Linked DNA regions of Mus musculus: region 1 is linked to region 2. A link is a contact called in public promoter capture Hi-C data. All regions are on one chromosome and are shown on one strand. Each heading gives the region's core, a stretch centred on a gene start, on an enhancer-like site or on the middle of the called end of the contact. The rest is flanking DNA. Distances are from core to core; before and after follow the strand shown. Region 1 holds the start of Birc3 (baculoviral IAP repeat-containing 3). Region 2 holds the start of Casp4 (caspase 4, apoptosis-related cysteine peptidase).

Evidence for each region. Capture Hi-C pulls out chosen DNA fragments and counts their contacts.
Region 1: a promoter capture Hi-C map of liver shows a contact between it and region 2, with 2.3 times the contacts expected there. The contact joins the promoter of Birc3 here to the promoter of Casp4 in region 2.

Annotation. Positions count from the first base shown.
Region 1 is chr9:7,871,817-7,874,548 of GRCm38.p6, forward strand. It overlaps Birc3 (baculoviral IAP repeat-containing 3), which reads right to left and starts at 1,354. Exons shown (of 9, transcript NM_007464.3): 1 at 1,007-1,354.
Region 2 is chr9:5,306,998-5,310,111 of GRCm38.p6, forward strand. It overlaps Casp4 (caspase 4, apoptosis-related cysteine peptidase), which reads left to right and starts at 1,852. Exons shown (of 9, transcript NM_007609.3): 1 at 1,852-1,917. The coding sequence starts at 1,911. Casp1 (caspase 1) reads left to right here. Exons shown (of 10, transcript NM_009807.2): 10 at 186-284.

The DNA of each region.
Region 1 (2,732 bases), core at 104-2,603, 2.6 Mb after region 2:
CATCACAGGATTTCAAGAGAGTCAGTCCCTTTTCCACCAACAGTGTAATGTTGGGCAAGAAAACCACCAAGTGGCCAGACACGCCCCTAATCCCATTACCCTGGAGGCAGAGGTGGGTAGACGTCAGTGTTTCCTTGAGTTCAAAGCCAGCCTGTTTACTTATCCAGTTCCAGCCCAACCAGTGCTCCATAGTGAGACTAAGAAAAGCCACTCGTGCCTCAGTTTCCTAGGTGCGAAAAGGGGATAGTAATGGCACCTGCTTTTTACAACGGATGATCAGAACCTGGCTTGGGGCAGACAGAAACGACTCCAGAGATTTACCGGCTAGATTAAGAGCACTGCTGAGAAATTGAGTACAGTGACTCAGGCCTATAATCCCAGCACTGAAGGGGTTAAGGCAGGAGGATTTTTCCGAAGTTCAAAGCCCCAGTCAGCTATAGTGTGAAATGGTCTCTGACACACCCATCACTCCTTTAATCCAAGCACTTGGAAGGCAGAGGTAGGCAGATTTCTAAGTTCGAGGCCAGCCTGGTCTACAGAATGAGTTCCAGGACAGCCAGAGCTACACAGAGAAACCCTGTCTCGAAACACCCCCCCCCCCCCAAAAAAAAAGAAAGAGCTGTAGTGTTTTCCTGAGCTGGCCACCAAGAAAACAACCATGAGCTTTCCACAAGCTCATCCTTAGACGCCAGAGTTCTCACTGTGTCAAGTCTCCCAGATGCCTCCCGCAGCAGCCTAATTAAAATGCAACTTCTCGGCACCTACGCCTCACTCAGAAAGTCAGAGACCGGAAAAGACTCAGAAAGTCGAGCTCCCGCAAGCGGGGAGGGGGTGGGGGGAGGGGGGGCAGCCAGGGTCAGCGTGGCCAACCTGTAGGTCGCCCTCCCGCAGGACCACCGATGCATAGAAACGGGTTTTGCAGGTTCTCCTTCGGATCTAGTCACCCCGGTGATCCTCGAGCCACTACGGGGACCCTGGCTGGATCCCCACGCGCGCGCGTACTCACCGCAGCCCACTTCCTAGGCTCTGAACGCCAGCAATGACCTCTGATCTCCGGGGGTGGCACCCTCGCCTGGCCTGTGGGGTGTGGCTGGGTGGCGCGATACCTTTAAATCGTCCCCAGCTAGGCCTTAGCCACTGCCCCCACCCTGCCCGGCTCAGGGCTGCTCAGACCTGCGGTGCTTTCCTCCAGGGCTCCGGGGAACTCCAGGGTGAAAACCAGACGCACTTCCTCCTCACCCTTGGTGGCCACCCTGGCTGGGGATTTCCGTGGCTCTTCTGTGCGTGACTTCCTGGACCCAGCTCCTCTTCGTGTCATTTACTGAAAGTTTTTACTTGAAGGCTCTTGGCTCTTACAAAACATTGAAAACAGATGTGCAGCCTGTGAGTTCCGCCTTAAGAGGCCTATCCCCACCCCACCCTCACCGCGCTTCCCTCCTGCAGCCTCCAAGTCCTTCACTGTAAAAAAAGAGCCACAACTGTCCGGAATATAACTGCTAAGTTAAAAAAGTAAGACGTTAGGAGGAAAAAAACCCGAGTAACTCTGTAAAAGTCTCTGGTTTCACTTTTTGTTTTTATCAAGAAAGAGAGCTGAAAGGAACATTTGTTAAAAACAAACAAACAAACAAAACAAAACACGTATGGATCTCAATTTCAGGTTATTTTTATTATTTCAAAGATCAGAACTACAGCTGCGGGTAGCAGCAAATGCCTTTAATCCCAGCACTCAGAAGGCCGAGGCAGGAGGATCTCTGTGAGTTCCAGGCCAGCCTGGGCTACATAGTAAGACTTTGTTTTTTAAAAATGCTAGAACCACACTGATTCTTGTATTTGAAAGGTGTGATTGTGGGCCGGAGACGTGGCTAAGCAATTAAAAGTACTTGCTGCTCTGGTAGAGGACCAAGGTTCTGCTCCCAGCATTCACAAGATGGCTCACAGACATCTGTAACTCCAGTTCCAGGAGATCCATTGCGGCCTTCTGGCCTCTTCAGGCACTGCACCTGTATTCGCACAGGCGTGAGGCAAAACACCTGTACACATATTTAATATATAAATACGTTTTAAAAAATATTTTGAAAGGGTTAGAGAGATGGCTCAGCAGTTAAGAGCACTGACTGCTCTTCCAAAGGCCTGAGTTCAAATCCCAGCAACCACATGGCTTACAACCCTCTGTAATAAAATCTGACTCCCTCTGCTGGTGTGTCTGAAGATAGCTACAGTGCACTTACATATAATAATAAATCTTTAAAAATATGTTTTTTTAAAAGTCTGGGGTTTTTGTTTTGTTTTGTTTTTTTTGTCCTGATCTGTTTTAGTGGTTTTTTTTTTCTTGTATTTTTGTTTAGTTTTTCCTTGTCAAATTTTGTTTTATAAACAGGATGAATAAATCTAGAAAAACAAAATTCCTTCTTTTAGCTTTTTCTCTTTCAAGGGAAGGTGCTTAGCTATATCAATGTTCTTGTAAAAACTTGACTCTTGCCAGGCAGTGGTGATGCATGCCTTTAATCCCAGCACTCAGGAGGCAGAGGTAGATGGATATTTGTGAGTTCTAGGCTAGCCTGATCTACAGAGTGAGTTCCAGGACAGCCAGGCTACACAGAGAAACTTTGTCTGCTTTCCTCCATCTTCAGCCAATTAGCATCAGACTTAAGGAGACATAATCTAGCGGTGAGAAACCTGCCCTGGTCAATCTAGAGATAAAATGCCTTATTGTGGGCTCAGCTGAGAGGGAC
Region 2 (3,114 bases), core at 602-3,101:
TCTCAGGTTGGCTGCTATGAGACAAAATTTTAAGAGGCTCTATATGTCTATATTTTATCTTAGTAAGATAAACACTTACACATGCCTTGGGCTCTTCTCTGTTGTGAGTGTATATACCAGCATTACAGTGTTGTGCACTGATCTCAGAAGAATGCTTATGTTTTTGTAATTTCTCTTTCTCATAGGAATCCAGTTCATTCTTATGTACCTATGCTGAGAATCGTGCCAATAAGAAGCCAATACTTCCTTAGATGATGCAATAAATATTAAAATAAAACAAAACAGAAAGGCTATCCTGTTTGTTGTTTCTGTTGCGACCTTATTTTCCTTTATTTGACTTGACTTTCAGACAGAACACAAGAAGAGTAACTCATGTCTTTATTATTGTATTTATTTGTAAAAATTTTACACATGTGTAAAATGCATTCTGATTACTATAACCTCACACACTCTGTAGTACTCTTCTATTCCTACAATTATTCTCCTCTGTACAATTCCTATTCAAACACCTATATCTTTTTTTGTTTGTTTGTTTTTGAGACCCACTGAGTTTAACCAGAATTCACAGTGTAACCATGGAGTGTCCACTGGAGCCTGGTATACACCAAAGACTGTCTCTCTCCCAGAATCCCTCAGTAGCCAGAGCATCAGCAGAGTTCTTAGACTTGGTTCTTAAATGCAGAACTGGCTGAGTGCCATTATTTCTTTTATAATATCATTTGCTTGTCTTTTCCTACAGTCATATAGACACCACAGGTTTCTGAATTCCAAGAATTTAGTGCTCAGAAGAAGAAACATATAAAATATAACTGGGACCATTATAGCCAAAATAATAAATGGAATCTCAAAATGGAGTGTTTACTTATTACTCTGGAAGCCTGGACCAGAACAAAGCAATTTTTATGTGCTATTATCCTTCATGGATTAAAAAATTCATGGATCAAAGAATATTGACTTAGCCCATGAACCTTAAAATTTCACATTCTGATTGAGACTATAAAACAGTCAGTGCCACCAACAACCAGGGAACAATTACCAGATAAGTATGACACTGAGGAGATGGGCGATAGTGGCATTACTTTATCCATTCTCTCAGCAGTATTTGTTAACTGTAGGAGGAGCTGAAGAAGGACACTTTCACAAGAGCCTTTCTAATCCTTCCTATTTAATCCAACGTTCCCCAAAGACTCAAAGTTGAACACACCACAGCATTTGTCTTTTCCCCTTTCTCTAACCATTCCCCTGACATACCTCTCTCCTCAGATCATGTGATCATGCATTCATTATATTGCACCGTGCAAGTGCCCCTATTTGTTCAAGAGGCTACGAACAGGTAGTAGTAATCATCACTCTCAGTAAAAATTTGTCTTGCACAATTAATGAAATGCACCCAGGGTGGACAAAAGGATTGCTCTGAACTATGTCTAATAAAAACGAAGTCTGTAGAAATATGTATAGAAAGGCTGTAGTACCTTGAATTAGGAAACAATTGCTTAATTTTCCAGTAGAAATGAATATGTTAAATTTCATTGACTTAGAACTGATGTTTTAGAAAGCAGAGGTTGAGTTACTGAGAAGCCAGACTAGAATATAAGCAGCACTGTGTCTTACTGGAGCCCTGAAGAATAGAGAAAATGCAAAGGTAAACAACTTCAATTTTTTTTTTTTCTATTTTTGCAGCCGCTTTAGTTGTGTTTGTTTGTTCCCATGACGAAGTGATAAAATTCAGGAAAAGGGAGGCCAGTTTTATGAGTTACAGGGGATTTCCCCACAGCAGTTGATACTTTCTGAGCAGCTCTTTCAACATCTCCTGGAAGTCCCCGCCTCCCTATGCTAAGGAAATGCCCAGTAACTTTCATTTTACTCTGTCAAGCTGTCTTCACGGTGCGAAAGAACTGAGGCTTTTTCTCATGGCTGGTGAGTCTGGGGGCTCTTCCTGAATAGGGGCTTTGACTTGAGTCCTAGAATTTAGACTTTGCGAAAGCAGAGAATTAAAAAAAAAAAATAGTGGTGACAGAGCAGAGCAGTGGCATAAAAGCCTGATTACTGTACTGCCGGAAAGGACTGTTTATTGGGAGTGTGGACATGCTGAGATATATGTAGCTTTGAGCCACAAAGAACTTCATCTCTCAGTTTCCTTTTTGGAAATCAAAGAGGAGGGTAAAGCCAGAATAACACATTAAAACAACTCTAGAAGTCTGTATGAGCTCTAGGACTCTAGAAGTCTGTAATGAGCTCTAGAACTCTAGAAGTCTGTATGAGCTCTAGGACTCTAGAAGTCTGTAATGAGCTCTAGGACTCTAGAAGTCTGTAATGAGCTCTAGGACTCTAGAAGTCTGTAATGAGCTCTAGAACTCTAGAAGTCTGTAATGAGCTCTAGGACTCTAGAAGTCTGTAATGAGCTCTAGGACTCTAGAAGTCTGTAATGAGCTCTAGGACTGTTACATTTTTCTGAGATGCTGATTGGCACATATTTGAAGTCACCACCTATTTCCCAAGCATAGAGTTACTCTCTTCTTCCATTTTAAATGATTCCATTTTTCTTGCTAGATCTCTGCGTCTGCTAAAATCACCACTGTTGTAACTCATTCATGGACTCCTGTCACAATGTTTTGACTCATGTCTTCCTTTCCAGGTCTTAGCCTTCTGTTCTATCCTTAACATTCCTTTCAAATCATATACCCTTCTTACACTCAGAAGCTGAAAAGGCACAGGACTGAGAAATCACTTGGTATTTTGGTAGCAAGTGTTCAAATGCATCTTATAATATTTTTAGCTTTATTCTTAAAATGTGTACGTGAGGATGAACAAAAAAGTTGTATTTGTCAGCTTAGGTCCAATGTCCTTTGGGCAGAGTAAACTTGTTCTCACATGCAAGACACCGACTTTACCTTATCTCTCTGCAAAAGTCTTTTAAAAACGACAAGCGTCTGATCATTGCCTTTTCTGCTGCTGTTGCCCACATTTGACCAAAGTAACCTGTTTCTAACACCCAGCCCCTCCACCTTGCTGTCTATACCAGATACTTTCAAGAAACTTTCAACCTTGCCAGAACAGATACTAGCTCTACACACTATCTTCTCTGGGACACTGTCTTTTAATGGATGAAAGTTT